2 separate regions of the Sus scrofa genome follow, and region 1 is linked to region 2. The links are chromatin contacts, called in public targeted proximity ligation maps. All regions are on one chromosome and are shown on one strand. The core of a region is the stretch at or near the end of the contact, and the rest is flanking DNA. Distances in the headings are between cores, read along the strand shown.

Evidence for each region.
Region 1: a targeted proximity ligation map of alveolar macrophages shows a contact between it and region 2. A contact is called at or near these places in 4 of 47 Hi-C or Micro-C datasets (embryonic fibroblasts, epiblast stem cells, omental adipose tissue and 1 more) and 2 of 2 datasets of targeted methods (alveolar macrophages and skeletal muscle).

Annotation. Positions count from the first base shown.
Region 1 is chr3:39,657,604-39,662,146 of Sscrofa11.1, forward strand. No RefSeq gene overlaps it. Among named protein-coding and RNA genes, the nearest start is that of ABCA3, 29 kb to the right of the region's middle.
Region 2 is chr3:39,535,611-39,540,518 of Sscrofa11.1, forward strand. It overlaps ATP6V0C (V-type proton ATPase 16 kDa proteolipid subunit), which reads right to left and starts at 3,094. Exons shown (of 3, transcript XM_003124744.4): 1 at 2,827-3,094. The coding sequence starts at 2,905.

The DNA of each region.
Region 1 (4,543 bases), core at 363-2,862, 120 kb after region 2:
GAAATAGCAAGACAAAAAAAAAAAAGAAAAGGCATTCCTATAGCCAAGATGTTACAGTATAGAAGAAAGAGCAGAAAGTCACGACAGGACCCTGGTGGCCGAGTGGGGGTGTCCTCTATCAGGAAGTGGGATACAGGAGTTCTGGGCAGACAAACCAAGGAATATCCAACACAACACTCTCCCAGGAGGGGCTACATCTTCTATTCCAAGTACTCGGGCTTCTGGGAAAGGGGGTCTGTTCTGCAGTTGTGCCCAGCTGGCACATGTGAGATCGTTAAATTCAGAGCACTTGGAAGACACAGCTCTCCTCACCTGCTGCGACCTGTCTCTGAGTTGTCACTGCTGTGTCCAAGGGTTAGGGTTACTCAATTTGCCTGCCAAGCCTCAAAAACTATCTTTACCCATAAGCAATCCCTCGTTTCAGTAGAGCACAGTTGGTGTGCTGAGGTTGGCTTTGGGGAACAATGGATTGAAAGGCAAAGAGTTTCGAGTTTCGGCTCCAGAGTTTTCTAAGAGATAATGGCCCCACTTCCAAGCAAGGGTCACCAGCCCTCCATACAGGCAGAGAAGCAGGGGACATGGCAGCACTGGAACAGAGGAGATTAAGGGCTTCTGATGGCCTAGACCTAGGCAGGCCGCCAGATCTGTCAGGATGAAAAAGGCAGGAACACGTCGTTGATGGTAAAATTCTGGGAACGGTTACATATTCTTGATTGCATGTAGAAGTTCTATTGCGGAACTGCTGATGTCTTTTCTAGAATCACACGAAAACCCTGGGACTTAGATTCCCACGTGGTGGGTTTAAAGCTGAAAGTTCCAGGTCAATTCTGTGGTCACTCAACAAGGTGGTACAGACTGTCAGCTTAATGTTATAAATCAGTTAGTTCCCTAGAGGACAGTCACCCTAAACCCTCACAAAAAGGGAGGCCAAAAGGTGACAGTGAAGCGGAGGGCATGAGCCCAAGAGCAGCCTGGTTCGTGGACCTTCAGGCAAGAAAATGAGGCCTACTGTGAAGGAGGGAGGAGCAGGTGTCTACATTGTCCCATTCTTCTCCTGTAGCCTGCAGAAAGCTAAAAGCAAATACACATTTTTTTTAAACAGAAAAGTTAACACATACAGAAACATAAAGAAGGCACTCGTTCCTATAAAATGCTTCCATCCTTCCTCAAACAATTGAGTATCATAAAACAATCAAATGCATAACTACCGGTCTAGCTTACTCTAGAATGAAAGCATTTCACCGAAGGCCACATTTCTAAACATAACTCCTTCAACCTCCAAGTGTTCAAACAGCGAAAACCACACAGAGAGCGTTATAAATATGGTACAAAAGTGGCTCTGCTCATGGAAAAGCATAGGGGCCTCCTCCCCAGGCGCTCCCCCATCTGAATGCCCATAGTCCCAGGGTCCTTGGCCTAGGTTAGGAGGGTAAAGAAAGGATGTGCTCCAGCCTCGAAAGTCATCTGGATGGAACGTTATCCTCAGGGATACGTAATTCCTCTGAAAGTAACTGAAGCACAACTAATACTTAACCTACGAAGAATAAAGAGAAGCAAATAATCAGTCATGAGATCATGAAACTCAGAAGAGGAACAGGATGGAGCGAGGGTGTGCCCGATGTCAGCCACGACTAGAGGAAAGGCACCCGCGTGGCAGATGTCCCTCTGGGCAGCACACTGTGGTGGTGGTCCTCCTTGCACCCTGCTGTGACCCTCCTAAGAAACAGACAATGGGTTCTGAGTCTCCATCATGAAAGGAGTGCTGCAGAACGGTTCCGAGGGCAGGCTCTGGAGCCAGACCACCTGGATTCAAAGCCCAATTTCCTAATGAATAGCCATGGCACCTTGGGCAAGTAACCTAATCTTCTTGCCTCAGCTTCCTCATCAGTAAAATGGGAGTGATGCTTAGTTTTGTTTTTTGGCCACGCCCATGGTACGTGGAAGTTCCAGGGCCAGGGATCAAACCCGTGCCACAGCAGTGACCCAAGCCACGGCAGAGACAACACTGGATCCTTAACCACTAGGCCACCAGGGAACTCCAGGAATGATGTTAATAGTACCTACCTCAAGAGGTAGGTGCGATCAAGTAAGACAGCCCCTGTGATGAGCCTGGCATCAGGAAGTGTTTGAAAAATGCTTTGTCTCCATCTACCAACACCCCATGCAAGTTCTAGCTATTGACTTTTGGCAGACTGTACAGCACAATACAAAAGCTATACACTAGTGGTTTTCTCATCCGGAAACAGAAACCAAGTATTCTGATTTTTAAAATACTGCCTTTTCCTTAAACAAATGAATCTACCACATCTGCCGTCTGCGAGGACAGAAATAATGACAGTAACTATCACTTCTGGAAAAGGCCTCTGCTCCGGGCTCCATGCACTTTATAGGCATCAATTCATTTACTCTTCCCAATAGTTCTCCGAGTTAGGAACCACTATTAATCCCACCATACTGATAAGGAAACTGGGGACCAGGAATGTTAGTGACTGTCCCAGAGGTACACAGTAGGACGCTGCAGAGCTGGGCCTCCAGTCTATGGAGTATGGCACCAGGGCTCACTTCTGTAATCCAGCAGTTGAACATATGCTGTCCTGTACCCTCAGGAAGGAGACGTGCTCCACAAAACGTCTTCTCTTTGAGAGAATCTGGAAACTGGAAGGGATTGCCAAGTCCAGGATGGAAGACATAAAATAAGAAGTATCTTCTTATCTTCTCTGGAAGTAAGATGGCCAGCAGCTGACAAAGCAGACGAGGGGCAGCTCTGGTAACAAGACTCCTTAGTGAACTCGTGCTCAAGGCTGAGTGGCACAAGGCCTGATAGAAAAGATGCCCCTTACCTTAGGTGGCAAAAGTTCACTGCTGCCATCGAAGCTATGATCAAAAACAATTTCAGTCAATACGTAGGCAGCTTTGGGATCCTGAATTATGTACTTTTCAAATGAAGGCACCGAAGGGTGGCCTAGAACTAGAGAGAGAAAAACCCAGTCAGTGTGTGGCTGCTGGGAAGGCAGATGCTGCCCAACTCTCCGCTTTCTACCACAGGAGAAATGGGGCGGCCAGCTTTTCACCCAAGGGATGGCAAATGTCTTTCATTCTGCAAATGAATGGGTGCATCTTGTGTGAGTGCCTGGCGCTGCGCTCGGCAGCGGGAGCACAGCGTCAAATGCCGACAGCCTAAACCTCTGTGGGTTCTGCAGGCTCTGGTAGTCCTGTGCTCAGCTGGGTGGCACTTAGGGCTGTGGTGGAGCGAACACAGTTCTTGTCCACATTAGTAGAGGAAATGATGGCTCCATTCTCGCCATGGTTAAAACCACCAAAAGGGAAACGAAATCCACGAGGAAATATAACCGCTCGGATGAGAGACGTCGCTTCTACAGTCGACTGCCCTCACATCTGACTGGCTAATACAGGATTCTCCCCGGAAATGACTCTTCCTTAGAATGCTTAGCAGGCAGCGTTCCTGCCTCCCTGTAGGGACCCAGAAGCCGTGAGACCCCTATGCCTTGGTCCCGTGGCTCAGACAGGTCACTAATCCGTGCCCAAGTTTGCTCCTTCTTGTTTCCCGGCTTGTAACTAGAGAACTTGTTCACGCTGGAAGCGGGTCTTCTTTTGGGAATCTCGTCTACATTGCTTTCTTTTCCTCCCCTCTTTTGTCTCCTTCCTTCCTTCTAGAAACCCGAGTGGCTGGGACTCCCAGACCTGCCCTGTCCTTTACGACCGTCCCAGCATCTTCCACACTTTCCACTTCCTTATCTCTTTGCTTTCATTCTCAAAGGTTTCCTCAACGTCATCTTCCCCATCACCGATAGAGGATGACCCTTCCACAGACATGCCCATGTCATTATTTCCAGGAAAGGAATCTGATAGGGTTAGGGTTAGGGTTAAATCACTTTAAATTTCTAAGTCCCCTTTCTGTTTCTTTCACTGTTTCATTTTCACAGGGGGTCTGGTTTTGTTTTGGCGTGGCAATACTTTTCTCAAGTATCTCTGAAAATACTGTTTTTATTACCTACATTAAAAGAAACAGGGCATGCACACGGCAAAAATTCGAATGATTGGTAAGGTCATTCGCCTACCATTAGCCCCCTGTTCTTCCATCATGACACAATTTCTGCAAGCCAATTCTTTTGTATATTTTGTGACATGCTTTTGGCCGTGATGGAGTAACAGAGATATAATTTGCCCTCTTACCAAAAATAGCCAGAAAACTGGACAGGAGAGAAAAGAATGGAGTGTTTCAGACAATGAACAAGACGTCGCACAGCGTGACAACTCCTGAGAAAAGAGCCACGAGCGAGGCGACCACAGAGATTGCCCTGGTTTTCTGTCTGGAGGCCCATTTCGCACCATAAAACCAGGAGGAGAAACCCGAGTGGAACACAGCCCAGCATTGGCGCTGGCGGCGATGAGAGTCTAGAGTGTGAAAGGGCTGCAAGCTGCAGGGCAGAGCTCCCCAGAGGAGCAGGCTGCACGTGGAAACAGCCCCAGAAGTCTGCGCACAGGACCCCGCTACTGAGAGATGCCCTGCCTGGGTGGACTG
Region 2 (4,908 bases), core at 1,844-4,343:
TTTTATTTGCATTTAATTTTTTGGCTTGTTAGGGCCGCATGTGTGGCATATGGAAGTTTCCAGGTTGGGGGTTGAATTGGAGTTCTCCACCACAGCCACAGCAACGCCAAATCCAAGCCGAGTCTGTGAGCTACACCACAGCTCACGACAACACTGGATCCTTAACCCACTGAGCAAGGCCAGGGATGGAACCCGCATCCTCGTGGACACTAGTCTGGTTCATTACCACTGAGCCACAACAAGAACTCCTCAGGCTCCTGTTCTGGGCCTCTGACTGCAGACTCCATACCAGGCCAATGCCAGGGCTCCCTACTCAAGGCAGAGGGCACGGGTGACAGGTGGCCTGGGGTGAGAGACAGCTGCAGGAGGTCAGCATCCCAGGCAGCGAGCCCTGCAAGGCAGGGACGGGCTGAAGTCCGGCGGTGAGGAGAGCATGTGGCTGGATGGGCGGGAACAAGGGGAACCAAGGGAAGAAACCAGGACGACCATCAGGAGGGCGCCCAGGGCCAAGCCCAAAGGGGCTCCAGACGGAGCAGGGCACAGAAAGGGGCTTCAGGAGGCTGTTCCTAGAACACAGCCCTGTAACACCGGAGACTCGCTGGTAGGAAGTCACAGAAAATACGGAAAAGGAGCAGCTGACAGCTTCATGGAAGGCGTGAGGAGGAAAGACTCCAAGGGACTTCAGCCATAAGTTACAAAAAAAAAGGGGAAGCTGGGATGGGAGACAGCACTGGCAGGCCCCAGGGTGAGTGGATCTCATTCAGCCGAGTGCTGGGCAGGCCACGGAGGATCTGGGCCCGGAGCAGCAGGCAGTGCGCAGGCGCCCTGGCAGCAACACCTGAGGCCTGAGAACCGTTCTTGAGATGAAGACAAGCCTTTGGAGCAAGAAACGGAGGCAGAAGTTGACCCAATTGGCTGAGTGACTCGTTGGCTCCCCTGGGGCCAGGTCAAGCCCCGCATGGGGAGGGGAACAGCAGTGAAGCTGCACACAAGCCAACAAGAGCAGGCAGCCCTAACTCCCAGGAGCACGGGGCAGGCAGACCTAACACCTGCTGGTCACGCCCCGTTCAGAAGTACCAAGTAAGTTCTAAAAGGTGAGGAAGAGAGGCCCCCGGTGACTGGAGTGAGGCCAGGAGCCGAACACAGGTAAAGGGGTTCGAGGGCAACCTCGGCCAGAATTCAAGTTCCATGTGGGCAGGGATCTTTTTTTGTTCACTCACGGTCCCCAGTGCCTGGCACAGAGTTGGAACTCAGTGAAGATTTGTGGAATGGTGACTGGCAGACACCAGGCAAAGGACAATCCCCGGGTGCTGTGTGGATGCAAAGAGCAGAAAAGGCTGGAGGAAAAGGGGACAGGGCTGGCTGCTGGACAGCCTGGAGGGCAGGCAGCTCCTGAGGATGTGGAAAGAGTGGGCGTCGCCCCGGGGGAAGGGGAAGTACGGACAGGGCTCCCACCACAAATGACCCCTTATTCGCACATGACGGGAAGGGCATGGCTCACTCAGCAGCTTGTGACAGGCAGGCAGGTCTGGGCAGAGGGAGGCCCCCAAGCCCCCACCCCACCAGTGTTTATAGTCAGCAGAGCTGTTTGGAGTTCAATCCCGCCACATACCTGCACAGGGAGCCTCCGCAGTCCACCACATAGGGTGGGGCAGGGCGAGTCATCAAAGCCCAAAACCAGACCTACCCGAGGAGGCCTCGACCAGACCAGGCCAGACCAGTCCTCGGGGGCCGGAGCTGGGTCAGGACTCGACTCCCTGGGTCCCACATTTCTGCCTGGCCCAGTGCCCTTCTCCCACACTGGCCAATTTGCACAGAATCTGACACCCCCAGGACTGCGAAGACTCGGCTTCAAAACCAGGGGACCATCAAGAAGCCTGGAAGGCCCCTCAGCATTCCGAAGGCAGCCCCTCCCAGTTCCAGGCCTCAGGGAAGGGGAGAAAGGTCATTCATTCATTCGGGCCTGAGCAGTTCCTTCTCTGGAAACGACCCAATCCCCTCAACGCTGAGGCTCCACGCCACCTCGCCCACTCAGACGAGTGTCCACACACACGCACAGTGCTGGCACTGGCCTGCCCCCCAGACATCCGTGATGCCCCCTCTGCCTGTATGACCCCCGCCCCCCACAGCCCCCAATTCCACTCCCACTCCCAGGTCTCTGCCGGCTCTTAAGACCAACCCCTCAGCCAGGCTTCCCTAACCAACCAACCCACGCAGCCTTCAGTATTGGGAAACACCGACATGCCCTAACCGGAAGCACCAGCCTGGGTGCAGACCCACCTGACCCCTGCCGGGAGGCGGGGGGGCGGGGAGCAGGCCTCCACAGGGCGAGGGCTGTGCACTTGGCGGGGAATGCCAGGGCTGGATCCCCCACCGCCCACGGACGGGGGGTCGGCTCCGCGTCGGGGGAGCTCTACTAGGTGTGATGTCACACCTGCCCGCAGGATTTGGGGCGGGGGAGCGGGTGCAGAGCAGGCGCAGGACCGCGCGCCCCCACCCCAGCCTTGCCCCCGCCTCTCCAGGGGCTAAGATGGCAGCGGCGCCGCCGCCCCACCCCCGCACCGATACCGCCAGCTGGCCGGGCTGCGGTCCCGGGACCCCGGGAGACCCTAGGACCCGGACTGGGAACCAGCTCGCACGCCCTGCGCTCCAGACACCTTACGGCTCCCTGCGGCCCCGACCCCCGCCCGCAGTCACGTGAGGCCCGGGACCCCCTAACGGCTCGAAATTACGTCACACTGACGTCACATGCCGAACCCCGGGCGAGGAGCGGGCACAAGCCTCGCGCGCCCCCACCCCCCGGGTCCCTCCTGCCACGGCGCTCACCGCTGAAGACCATGGCGGCCGAGGCGCCCATGACCGCGAAAAAGGCGGCGTACTCGGGGCCGCTCTTGGCCTCGGACATGTCTGCGGGTGGGGAGGGGGCGAGCTCAGCAGGTCGAGGCGGGGACGAGGCCGGGCCGGGCGCGGCAGGCTGCGAGGTGCGCGAAGCGAGCGCTGAAGCGGCTGCGAAGGGGATCCGGCCCGTCAGCCGCTGCGCTCTAAATACCAGCACCGCAGAACAAAATGGCGGCCGCTGCCGCGTCACATGACTCGGGCCCCGCCCCTGCGGACCGTACCACTTCGCGCTGGTGGGGGGGCGTCATGGCCCGGGGGGCGCCCTAGAGGCCCGCTGGCCACCCCCGCACTGTGCTGTCACCCCGCCGGCCCGGACCCGAGCGCTCCGCCCTACCTCGGCCTTCCCAGGTGCGCTGTCCGGCAAGGTCGGCCTCTGGAACCCCGCGGCGTTGGGCCAGTCCGGTCCCTGGGCCGGGGCGGGACAGTGGCGCGCCTCGTTAGCATATAGGGCGGTGCTCGTGGTGCCCCGCCTCCTCTGCGGCTGCGCTATCCAGGATTCGGTTCCGACCGAAGCTTTTCTTTGCGTTCTCTGTGTGGAGCCCGGCCACGGCGTTCTCTCGGCCCAGCCCCCAGAAACCCAAGACTGCGGTCTACCTCGCACGTGCTCATACCTCCTGGGGCGATCCGAGGGTCCGAGCAGGCGGAGCCAAATCCTGTGAACCGGGCGCCGGCCTCTTCGGCAGCCCCCAGGGAAGCCTCTGCCACCCTGCTGTCTGGTTGGTCTCTGGCCCGAGCCTTCCTGTGTTCCCGGTTCGGGTCTCCCCAACCCTTAGACGCCGTCCTCCGTCTGCTCCAGACCTACCAGTCCCCAACCTGGCAATCGGTGATTGCTACCCTGGCTTCCATAGACAAGGAGCCCCTTTACCCGCCTCTGTTCCCTCTTTTGTATCAAGGACCCAGACTGCAGCTGAGGAGCGGGGTTGTCTCTGCCCTTCAAAATGTAGGCATGACTGGTTTGGCGCCCTGTCGGTGTTGCGACCTGAGAAGTCTTCCCCAAATTTCTACATCTTGGGTCCTTGTTCTGCCTGTCCCACACAAGTCCCGCACATGCAGGGTTGCCCTTATTTCTGGGGCAGCAGTAAAAGGTTTCCTCTCAGCCCAGCAGGCAGCCTGGCCTGGGACTGGCACTGCCCGGATGATCCCATGTGGCCCTCCTGGCACCCCAACTAGCTGCCTTATCTCTACCCACCAGTTCTGGATCCCTTTGCCCTTTGTTCCCTCCATTTCAGGCACCCTGGGTGGCTGCCATCTGGTCCTGGGTCTCCCTTGAGCTCCAAGCCCTTGTTCCGACACAGAAGCACTCTCCGCCAGTGACCCAGGTGGTAGCTGTCATCAGCCTTCTCCATGTGGGTGGTGGGGTCACCTCCGCCGGCCTGGTCCTCCCGATGGAATCTCAGACCCGCTTTCAGACCCTTCTTGGTGAGTCTGGGTCTGCCCCTGCCCCTGCCCCCAAACGTGCAGCCCTTGGAGGGCTGTGTCCGTCCTGTCCCAAAAGAGAGGAGGTCACCATTCTGCTAGAGCCCTCCACGCCGCCCTCTGCCTTTGTCTTCCTCGCCCTGACTCTGACTTCTGGAAAGAGGAATCTTCATTCAGTGTCCTCAGCTCCTTGTCCTTGCCAAGGGGGATGGCGACTGCCATTTCTCTAAACCGAGGAACGTGGCTCAGGCTTTCTGAATGGCCCCCTCTGCTGCCACGGCCTGCTGTCCACCACACCACACCGCCACTCTCTCCAAGTTCACCTGCATGTGCCCCGATGCCCTCGTTCCTTCCTGGAGTCACAGGAGCAAGGGCAGTGGCCTCCTCAGCTTCCCTGCAGGTCCCAGGTTTCCGTGACTCCCTCTGCTGGGCCCTGCCCCTGGGTGATCACCTGCACCTTTCCAGACCTGAAGCCCTCTGGGCGAGCAAATGCCCAAGTGCCTAGGCCAGGCCCAGCCCCCATAACTCCCAGGCACTAAGGGTCCAGGGTCAGGAGAGTCCAGACCAGGGAGCTGCACTGGCTGAGGGGCCAGG